Regions from separate parts of the Mus musculus genome. Here region 2 is linked to region 1. The links are chromatin contacts, called in public HiChIP or PLAC-seq maps. All regions are on one chromosome and are shown on one strand. The core of a region is the stretch at or near the end of the contact, and the rest is flanking DNA. Distances in the headings are between cores, read along the strand shown. Region 1 holds the start of Mtus1 (mitochondrial tumor suppressor 1). Region 2 has its middle 25 kb from the start of Gm39167.

Region 1 (5,644 bases), core at 1,241-3,740:
GTTTACAGGGCAAACACAAATTGAGAAAAATATTTGCAGTATGAACAGATGTATGCCAACCCAACGGCCTGGAGGAGGTTTTTATAAGTAGAAAAATGCCAATATCCCAAGAGGAAAATGTGATGCTACACTGAAATAAAAGGAAAACTATCCCGATGTAGTAGCACATGCCTTTAATCCCAGCACTTGGGAGGCAGAGGCAAGCAGATCTCTGAGTTCAAGGCCAGCCTGGTTTACAGGACAAATTTGAAGATAGTCAAGGCTACACAAAGAAACCCTGTCTCAAAATGAAAAGAAAACAAGAAAAGGAACTAGAAACCCATGTGGGGTACTTGATAACATTTGCAATCCTAGAAATGGAAACATAAATACCAAGATTGCACTCTTCACCTATAAAGCTGGCAATACTACTTCCTTTTAAGGGTGTTAGAAAGACGGTAACACAAGAGCCAGTTCTGGTCTGCTTAGTTTGACTAAGGCGTTTTGGAGACCAAAGTTCAATATTTTTAAAAGAAACTTTTGCACCACTAATTGTGATTTCCAAGGACTTTATCCTAAGGAAACCTACCTTGCAGACAAAATTTTAAAAGCGATTAAGGGTTGCAATAGCATATTTAATTACAGTAACTGAAAATGAAAAGATCAGCTTGTAAAACAAGGTTAAGTAAATCGACACGTGTATAGAATATAATGTGTAACACTTATTAAGATTTTGAAGGCTTTATATAATGGGGGAATTTTCATTATAGTTTACAAAGGGGAGAAAAAGAGAAATGGTGGGATTGACTCTTATTTTCCTGAATGTATCAAACTGTATACATCAGCGGTCCATTCCGGTTGAAATCAGAGCTCTCAGGGTTACTAATCAACATGCTTCTTAAAAGCTTAATTCTTGTAACTCTAGTTTCCAAAAAGTCTACAAGAAATTTATCCAGAATTTCACAATCCTAGCTAAACCCTACAAAAATTATCCTTGAATTCCTAACGGTTAATTAAAAGGTACAGACCTCTCCCAAACACAATTTGTTTCCCACATAAATCTAGTTTTTAAAAGGAACAGGTGAGGGGCTGGGGCAGCTATCAATGATAATCCAGGTGTTTGGTATATACAAAACTCTTCGCTCCATCCATTGAACAAGGGGGTGGGTCACGGGGGGGGGGGGCCGGGGCAGTGGAGAGAGGGTTCAGGTGAAGATCGATACAACATTTTAAAAGTATTTTAAACTAAATTCTATGCCTTTTTTAAAAAAACAGGGCAGGAACAGGTTTTCTTGCATAACTTTTCTTATCGATACAGTTCTTGAGAAATAAATCTGTAAACAAGAAGTTTAAACACACCCACACAACAGAGTACAGATTGCCCTAAAGGGATTGCTGGAGAGAACGGGGATGAACTATTTAAACTGATAACCTATTTGTAAAACATTCCTTACAGAGGTCATATGTTTAGCGGGGGCCCGACCCCACCTCTTTTTTGCCCTCCCACAAGTTGTCTCCGGATCCCCGGAATCCACTCCCACCCCCACCGCGCTGTGATTTGATACCTTGATTGAACTCCAATCACCTGGCAGAACATGAAAGCTCGCTTTCCTCCTGTTTTGCCTAAGACTCTGGTTTTAAGACAAACAAAATACACTGGATTTCCTCTGGTAGAACACAAGACAATTTAAAAGTAGCATTTTGCAGAGTGAGTGCCAGTATGCAAGCTATGTTTACAATTCAATGTGTCACTTTTACAAGTGAAAAGTGAACAGATCACCCTAGTTGGGGGGGGGGGCGCAAAGACTTCGCGGAAATTCGAGCTAAGTCCTCTATTGAGTAATCAATACGGCGACCCTCAACGTGGGCTTTCCCTTAGAGTTTGTAAGAACCCGCAGGCTGCAGGGAGTAAAACCCGCATGAGGACCTGGGGAACTGCACTAATTCCCTTTCTCCCATATTTTCTGCCCTGACTGCTTAGTGGGAATGGACCCCGGCAAGTCGCCCAGCCGGAAGCCTGAGGCTGCCAGGTCCAGAGCCAGAATCCAGCGCTTGGTGGGCGGCTTTCCACCGAGGATGCAAACTTGACAGTTGTCCTTTATCCACAATAAACCCACCGCCTCGGTCACTTTCAAGGTGACAGCAACTGCAGCCCGCTGTCCTGCAGGAGCCCCGCGGGTCCCACGTGAGCTCAGCCTCCCCACTCCTCCTACTTTGAAACCCACTAGGACACCCGCCCCCCTCCCCGGAAAGCCAGTCCGGTCACCGTGAGTGCGTTGCAGTCGCCGCTCCCCAGCTCCTCGTTCTCCGGAGGTCCCCACCGCGGCCGGGATGGGCGACGGAATGGGATCCACTCCGCGCTTGCCCGCAGAGCCGGGGAGCCAGCCCTGGGGGGAGCCACGGCGTTCTGCACCCTCGGCGGGTCCTGCCTTGGAGACGTCTGTACCTGGGGCTTGCAGATCGACCCCAACCCGCACCAGCACCCTGGCGGCCAGGCGGGAACCGGGAACCCGGAGCCCGGGCGTCCCAGCCTCCCCGCCCCGGGCCGCCAGGGGGAGGAGCGAAGGCGGAGGATCCTGGGCTGGGTGGCCTCGCCCCTCGCCCGCGGCGGCTCCTAGAGCCCAGACAAAGGCCAGGTTGCGGGGGGGAGAGGGGGGCAGAAGGGGCAGTGCCCCCCAAAAAAACTAACCTGAGAGACGAGCAGGGGTTCCTTGAGGCACGATGACTCCCGCGGAGCTCCACTACGGTCGCCAGCCGGGTCGGGCTCCCTGGCTAAACGTCAACATAAGCCACAAGCCCCGGGCGTACGTCCTGGATCGCGCTGCACCTGTTGCCACGTGTGTCGCAAAGCCACCGCTGCTGACTGCGCGCTTGGCTGGCTGTCCCGCGCGACCCCAAACCATTCACGTCCTGGTGGGAAAGCTAAGCTCTGCCAAGCCCAACTTTGGGGCCCCAGGACCGTCGGACAGGCTAGCTAGCCAGAGGGAGGATTGGCTCCTCCTGGGTCCCCTCGCAGCCAGAATTCCCTGTCCCGCGAAGGGCTTTGGAGTTGGGAGGTGGGGAAGTTGCAGGCTTATCAGCGTAAGGGTTTATAAGGAAGCAGCACTGATTGTTCTCGGAGAGTCCCACCTGCGCCCTATATTGTCTTCAGACTTCCGAGCAGATTACTAGCGAGCACCTATTAAAGATTAAAGAAACCAGCACTCCGACTGTTAGAAGTTCAGATGGGGGTGGGGTTGGGGTAGTGGGAGAAGCTAGGAAGAGAAGCTAGGTCTGGCCACTTGAAAGCCAAAGTCCTTGTTCTTGAATCAAACTGAGGAAATTTCAGCCTCCACTAAGCATATTTTAATATAAGGTTTTTTCCCTAAAGATTGATAGCCTGCTTGTAACAGATAAAAACATTCCTGAACATGTCAGACAACCCAGAACTCTAAGTTTAATGTATGCATGTGTGTATACATATATAAAACTACGTGGCCTGGGATTGCTGAAAAAGCATTTTCAGTACATTTCTTGGAGCGCAGAGGCGGGGGACGGGGGTGGGGGTGAGGGAGCAGAAGCAGCATTTCAGAGGTTGCCTATACCACGAATGCTGGATGATCTAATAGCTTTGCTGTTTATAGCTTTAAGTGCTTTCACGTGAACAATGATCCATTCTTCGCTCACAAGTAGACCCTGCTGTAAATAGGTTAGATTATTATCTCTATTATTTGAGTGAGGCAACCGAAGCTCAGAAAAGCCAAGTGACTTGCACATGGTCACACTGTGAGGGCAGCCAAGGCAGGCACAAACCCAGCCGAGCAGGCCCGACTCCCCCTTTTTTTCCCTCCATATTCCAGTAGATAACACCTCTTGCTTATCTTTGAAATCCCTGTCGTAATATCAACTCTGTCTGACGTTAGGAAAAAAATCATGTGACTAGTTTTAAAGTGGCACAGCATTAAAAACCATCGGACAATTCTCCCTTGAGCAAAAGGCACCCAACAAAACAAAACCAAAAAAAAAAAAAAGCCCCGGATGTTTTTTTCTGGCAAGTCATGAGATAATTATGCTAATTAGCAACATGCTTCCTCCCTAAGGAAAATCCTCCTTGTGTTAAACATATTATTTAAGCCTTTATAAGCCACGTGCCCCCGATGATTTGGCCCAATATAATCCACACACATCCAGATTCCCACCACCACTGCATTCCATTGTGCGACTTAGTTCTATGTATGAATATGGAATCAGTTTTACTTTTTATTTCTGTAAGATAAATTGAAAGAAGAAAACAAAATTTAAAAAAACAACCACTCACTGAAGTAATTGGAGATACGTCACAGTTTAGAGGCAGTCACGGTGCAGATGTGACTGTCACTTTTTTGAAGGTGTGGAAATCAGAACCTTAGCTTCTCATTGCATTCCCATAATCAGAAGTGATCTGGGGGCATCATCAGAGACTCTGTCCAGCCAAATGGTCATGAACTAAGGCCTATTGGCTTCTCTATCCCTCTTGGTTCTGGGCATATAGCCATGTTCCTGACCTCTGAACTTGAATGCTGACCTGCTCCAGAGTCCAGAATTAAGGATAAGAAGACAACTCTGCATAACTTCGTGGTGTTCTGTTCTAAAGAAAAGTTAGCATGTTTTATCCTCTGGGAGGAAAAATGAAAATTGAAGACTCTATTTAAAAATCCCTGTTTCACTTGGCAGAGTGTCAAAGATGAGAACATGCGATAGCCACCGGGCGTTGGTATAATGAGAAGAGAGGCAGTCAGAGTGCAGATGTAAACGTAACCTAGAGCGACTTCCATAGAGGGAAATTCAAAATCCTAACTGATTAAATAAAGATGCACAGGTTATTTTCACTAGAAACCCCTCAATGAGAGCTTATCTTATATTACCCTGCGGAACTTCCATGAGTATAAAGCCTTGTTTATGTCAGCCTTGTGTCTAGTAACAACATATTGAGAAACAACATACTGATTGATGAAGAACTCATTATAAGGAGTTTGTTTAAAAAAGAGTTATGGCATAATCATAAAACAAATCCTATGAGGACTTGAAAAAGAATGACACAGATCTTTTATTATTATAAAATAATCTAAGATACATCGTGTGCATATTTTTAAGTGCAAAACAATTATCTACTAGCATGTTGCCATTTCTATTAGGCAGAGAAAATCCATATACTTATATTGTATAGTATTTTATTCCTATAAACAAAATAATATGTAAAAATACACTTCCCAAATAAACTCCCCAAATAAACTTCAAGAAATTGATGTAGCTGGTTGTGTTTTAAAATGGAGTCCAGACACCAAAGGGTCAATTTTGAAGAGAAAGTTTTTATTTAATATAATTTCACATGTTCTACATTTTGATCCATGTTAATAGTAGACATTTTAAAGATGCTTCCCCCACTTGAGATCGGCCATAAAGAATGAACATGTTGGGGTGGTGAGATGGTTTACTGGTAAGGAGCACTGACTGTTTTTCCAGAGGTCCTGAGTTCAATTCCCAGCAACCACGTGGTGGCTCACAACCATCTGTAATGGGATCCGATGCCCTCTTCTGGTGTGTCTGAAGACAGGCAACTGTGAACTCACATACATAAAATAAATAAATCTTTTCTTTCTTTCTTTTTTTTTTCTTTTAAATGACTATGTTTTTCCATTAATAAGAT
Region 2 (5,644 bases), core at 2,214-4,713, 46 kb after region 1:
ACCAGCTGCCTGAGCATCTTGCTGTGGGTAACTAATACTCAAAAGCTGACGAAGCACTTGGGCTATACCTGATAGCCGTCTGCAAGCTGAAGTCCCTACTGCATTGCTCCCTCATATGATCCAAGGTATTCATGGGGTCATTTGCCACTATCCGATTCATTGGGGGTTGCCCTTAAACGGGAAAACAAAAAACTACTCAACTTTTCTGATTTAGAAACGACACCAAGTCTCTTAATACCTTATGGTGAGAAGATTTAAAGATTTAAAATGGCTTTTATTGTTCTAGTTATAAGAACAATATAATAATTCACTCTTGTGAATAATTCATTTTAATTTGGCATTGATTCATTCTGCACGATTATTGCCTACATAAAAGCATTTTTTGCTTTGGACAAAGGGATGATAAAAAGGCTTATATAATAATAATATAAGTTATGATTTCTGTCTCATGAAACAAAGCAAGTCAGGCCTAAACTTGATATTAAAAAACAAAAACAAAAACAAAAACCCTAGCCTTGGAGTCCACCCCACCACCTCTTCTTGAGTTCTTCCTTCCTCATGTAGCTCACTTCCACCCTGTGACTCAGACACAGAGAGCAGAGAACAGAGAGATGCTTTTTGAACTTCAATTTCAAAAGAACCATGTTTTTAAAAGCTCTTAATCATATCCACCAAATTCCTTTCTTATTGTGAGTTTTCCAAATTATCTTTTTTCCCCTGTTTCTACTGGTCTCTGAGTCAACATGGAACTCTTGTGAATAATTCATTTTAATTTGGCATTGATTCATTCTGCACGATTATTGCCTACATAAAAGCCTTTTTTGCTTTGGACAAAGGGATGATAAAAAGAGGTTGTTTTGTTTTGTTTTTTTGGGGGGCTTTGTATGAGTGAAAAACATAAGGTTATAAGTATTTCAAACCTCAAGCCCTAGAAGAGGGCAAAAGTCAAGGGGGAATCTAGATTGTCCACCAGTGAACCACTGGATAGTGTTTCAAATGTAACTTTATTTTTTAAAAAAAGATTATTTATTTATTTAATGTATGTGAGTACGCTGTAGTTGTCTTCAGACACAACAGAAGAGGGCGTCAGATCACATTGCAGATGCTGGGAATTGAACTCAGGACCTTTGGAAGAGCAGTGAGTGCTCTTAACCACTGAGCCATCTGTCTAGCTCCCCAAATGTAACTTTCTTATAACTAGAACAATAAAAGCCATTTTAAATCTTTTTTTTTAAATGATAAAAAGGCCAGTATTTGCTATTAAGAACCTTCTCCGAGGTCTATGTGGTCCCTAGGAATCTCAATTACTAGATCATCAGAAAGGGACAGGGGAAGCTTTGTAACTAGCTGTCTGTCTGAGATTTCACTTTACAATCCAAGAGCTCTGTGTTCAACATCTCTCAACTAAAAGGAGACACCATAGGTACAACAAAGGGGTAAGTAGGAGAGATGACACAGTTAGCCAGCTTGAAAGGCTCCCAAATTACCTGGTGTCCCAAAGCATTAGGATGTGTGTGGCAAGTCCTGTGGGCTCGCTCCTCTAGGGAAGGAGCCACAGCCAAAACACAGCAGCACACTAGTCCCAACAAAGGGTATCTGTTTAGCATGCTAAAGAAAAAGAAATCACCCCTAAATACAAACAGTCTGTGAAAGGCTGTCTGTCATCTTCCAATGAAATTTAAAAAATAATCAAGTTCTTCTATGATCCACTCCTGGCCCAGGTCCAGTCACTGTGTGACCTCGGAGGAATCTCTTTTGAAGTTTTCTGTATCTGTAAAACCTGGATAATAACACTATTCGTCCCAGGTGGCTGGAAATGTGTGAATTCATTAGTTCAAGCTGGAAAGGTCTTTGATAATGCTAAGTGTTGAATATTACTGTCATAGGTGCAGGTGGAAGCAATGTTATAGAACACTGCTATAATTAGAAAGACCTAGAAACTGGTGCCAAACCCCTCCGAGTTACATTTTGGAAGGGGATCCTCTGTGCCATTTTCTCCCTGGGACTCAGTCAGCTTTTTTGTTATGACTGAATACTTAATTCCCTCTTTTATCTCCCTTGAAAGGTTGGAGCTTGTCTTGGACTTGCCTCTGGTGGAGTGTAGTTTTTTACTGGGTGGATGTGCTTTTCCAGCCAAGGTTTAAAATGAAGAGCCGGCATGCATCAGAACACAGAGTACACGTAGCCTTAGGTTTGCAATGACGGTTAATTGATATGAGTCATGAGAGTATGAAATCCCGGTGCCCAGATGCCAGATATCTCAAAAAAAGCAGATAAGTTCTTGATGTGTAAGATAGAGTAGCTTCTTTCAGAGATAAGGGCTTTGTGTTGTCCCTCAAACAAAACGCAAAAGGTCGTGTGAAACCAAAGTACATAAAAGAGATTAAAAATGGAGCCGTGGTTTAAGAGAGGAGCTGTGATGAAAGGGAGTTTTTCTGATCCCTGAACGGACCCTGATGCATGTGGCCTGAGCCCAAGGCTCCTTGACCACTGTTACCAGATAATCCCTAAAGCGCATTTTGTCATCAAACCATCAAGTATTTTAGATGTCAGTGACATTAAAGACCCAGGCTGCCTCAGGGCTCCTGTCAATAGTGTTTACCCAGACTCGGTTTCATTTTATATGCTCTCTTCCATCCTCTGTCTTCTGACATTTCAAGTCATGGCAAGGGCCACATAGCACGTTGTTACACTATTTCCTCTGTCCGCACCGTCTCCATTGCAGATCCCATCATCACAGCAGTATTTCCGGAGTGCCTACAGGATGCACGTGCCGTGTTACATCATTGCAGCCTCGAAATGCTAAAATGCATAAAAACAAATCTCATTATGTTTTCCAATGAAAACCACTAGGCAGAGACATGTAAAGAAACTCTGTATACTTCCCTCCACCCCAAATATGGCAGACAGCAAACCCAAAACATCCTGACTGTAATCTTGGCTAGCAAATAAACCTGACGCTGCGTGCTGTATTTCTTGGGATAGCTTGTGTGTTTACTTGTCTCCCTGTATCGACGTGTCAGTTCTTCAAGGGCAGGAGCTCTGCTAATGTCTATGACTCATTTCTATAACTTTGCATATGGACTGACACACAGTAGGTGTTTAATGACTGGCATGTGAGCAAAACAGCAGCATGCTTTCGCAAAAGGATGAAACGACTCCCCATATATTTATTCAGAAGAGTAAGATAGTAGATGCATTAGAATGAAGGTCAAATAAAGTTTAATGTGGTGTAAATGTACTGCAATTGCCAGTGGAAAATACTAACCTTTAGCCTTCAGGATGAAGCTATTCCTATGGTCAAAGCTAAATTTCAGTGAGAAAGAGGGCTTTGGAAAGAGAATGCAGCAATTCTGCTTCTGCCAGTTATCTTAGGAAATAATTCAAAAGCAAAATGAACAAACAAAACCTTTGTGTGCAAATGTCACAACACTGTGTACTGCAACAGACTGGAAACAGCCTAAATATTCTGAAAATAGGTTGGTTAAAAACTATGGGACTGGGGGTTGGTGAGTTGGCTCAGCGGTTAAGAGCACTGACTGCTCCTGAGTTCAAATCCCAGCAACCACATGGTGGATCACATCCATCTGTAATGAGATCTGACTCCCTCTTTTGGAGTGTCTGAAGACAGCTACAGCGTACACACATAAAATAAATGAATAAATAAATAAATAAATAAATAAATCTTTAAAGAAAAACAACAACCAAAAAACCCTATGGGATTAAAATTAGCTGATGTTTTTATACTACTTTCAAATTTTTGTGTGAAGACATTTTAACAACATGAGGATGTACTTAGAATACAATATTAAGCAAAGGAAACAAAACAAAACAAAACAAAACAAAACACAGTTCTCATCTACCAAGATTTCTAAGCCGTTGGTAACAAAATAGGAGAAAAACAAGGCCAAGGAATTTATGGTTAATGAGTAGTATTAGTGCGTGTGTGTGTGTGTGTGTGTGTGTGTGTGTGTGTGTGTGTGTGTGTGTGCACTCTCCCTCCCCCTCCCTCTTGTCCATCACTGTCTCCTTCTGATGCTAGATATCAAAGCAGGGTCTTACTTGGAAGCAGGAAAGCACTGAGCTAACCTCCAATCTACTCTTTCCCTATTTCCCCTGAACAGCTCTGCATTAATTTTTTTTTAACTACTGAATTATTTTCTTATCAAATAAAAAAGTAAACAATTTTATGGGAATTTCTTTCAGCTTTATTTCTTATGAGCTCACAAAGAATAAAATTTTATTATGGCATTTTTCAAGCAAACTTGTTTTTGTTTTTTCTCTCCCTACCCCCATAAAAATAAACTTTTTTTTTTAAATAAAACTATTATTTAAGGACAACCATCTGAAGCCATAAAGCAGCTAGATTAAATATTAAGTTGAGGAAACTTCAAAGGTGAAGATTCTGAGCTTGCTTCTTTCATCATTGATTGTTGTTGCAGAAGTATGCTGGGCCACACACAAAACCTTTCTTACAGCAGGGCAGTGGAGGCACACGCCTTTAATCCCAACACTCTGGAGGCAGAGGCAGGTGGGTTTCTGAGTTCAAGGCCAGCCTGGTCTACAGAGCAAATTTTAGGACATCTAGGACTACACAGAGAAAGCCTGTCTCAGAAAAACCAAACCAAACCAAACCAAACTCTTCTTTCATGTGCCAGGAGTTGGGGCAATGTATGTATTCAAACAAAAGTATATGTTATATCTGTGTGGCCCTTGCTTTGTCTTACAGTGGTCTGTCCTAATATTGACTATGGTAAGTTTAGATGGCGAGATAGGTATGTGGGCTCATGAACATATTATCAACATATCTTATTGCTTACATTTTTATTTTGTTGTTGAAGTTAGACTCTACATATCTTATCCCACACATTTTTACTAAGTCTTACCCAGTTCTTACAAGGTTTTCAAGACTGTCTCACTGTCCATACCTGACACAGAAGAAAATAATGATTTGAGGGCTGCAGAAATGGCTCAGTGGTTTTAAGAGATTGCTGCTCCTCTAAAGGATATGAGTTCAGATTCTCACTCCTATACCACATGCTCCACAACTGCCCACAACTCCAGCTCCGAGGGTTCCATGCCTGCTTCTGGATTGCAAAGACCTACACAACGGTGGTAGGTATACACACATGGAGAAACACCCACACACACGTGAATACAAATAAAAGTGCACATTCAAAATGAAAAGGAGTAAACTAGGGTTCAGAAATGTGATCCTTCCTAGTTCAGGTCTTCCACAGGTAAGAATTATTTGTCCTGATAGAGTTAGACAATTTATCTTCTTTAAAAAATAAGGATGCAACAAAATAACGTTTAAAAATGTTCAAGAATACCAAGCCTGGTGGCACATGGCTGTCACCTTAGTACTGATGAGGTAGAGGCAGGAAGACAGAACAAGAGCCTGTCTCTAAACAAACAAACAAAAAGGAAAGCAAATAAACAAACAAAAATAATAGAAACTCAAAAATAACAATGAAAACTATTCTTGACTTTCTGATTTAAATGATCCTATAGCTTAGTCATTAGGAAAAATAAAAACTCTTTCTAAAAATGTTTCATATTAGCTTTTCATCAGTTATTTCTATGTCGTTTGATGACTACTACCCTGCACAGTAACGTCAGAAGACAGAATGCTGTCTTATGG

What was found. HiChIP or PLAC-seq counts read pairs in DNA pulled down with a chosen protein or histone mark.
Region 2: a contact with region 1 is called in an H3K27ac HiChIP or PLAC-seq map of hepatocytes, with 3 times the contacts expected there. The contact joins the enhancer-like site here to the promoter of Mtus1 in region 1. A contact is called at or near these places in 8 of 39 promoter capture datasets (the 3T3-L1 cell line, 3T3-L1-derived adipocytes, cranial neural crest and 3 more), 17 of 484 Hi-C or Micro-C datasets (the AML12 cell line, the N1E-115 cell line, bone marrow-derived macrophages and 11 more), 12 of 115 datasets of contacts at active chromatin or transcription factors (bone marrow-derived macrophages, a colorectal cancer cell line, embryonic fibroblasts and 5 more) and 2 of 9 other capture datasets (adipose tissue and pancreatic islet).

Annotation. Positions count from the first base shown.
Region 1 is chr8:41,131,236-41,136,879 of GRCm38.p6, forward strand. It overlaps Mtus1 (mitochondrial tumor suppressor 1), which reads right to left and starts at 2,491. Exons shown (of 14, transcript NM_001005863.2): 1 at 2,246-2,491.
Region 2 is chr8:41,176,503-41,182,146 of GRCm38.p6, forward strand. No RefSeq gene overlaps it. Among named protein-coding and RNA genes, the nearest start is that of Gm39167, 25 kb to the left of the region's middle. Within about 2 kb of position 3,464, at least 5 of the 459 cell types and tissues checked have an H3K27ac peak or open chromatin away from gene starts, as enhancers often do. A contact at or near this core is called in hepatocytes, where this site is marked.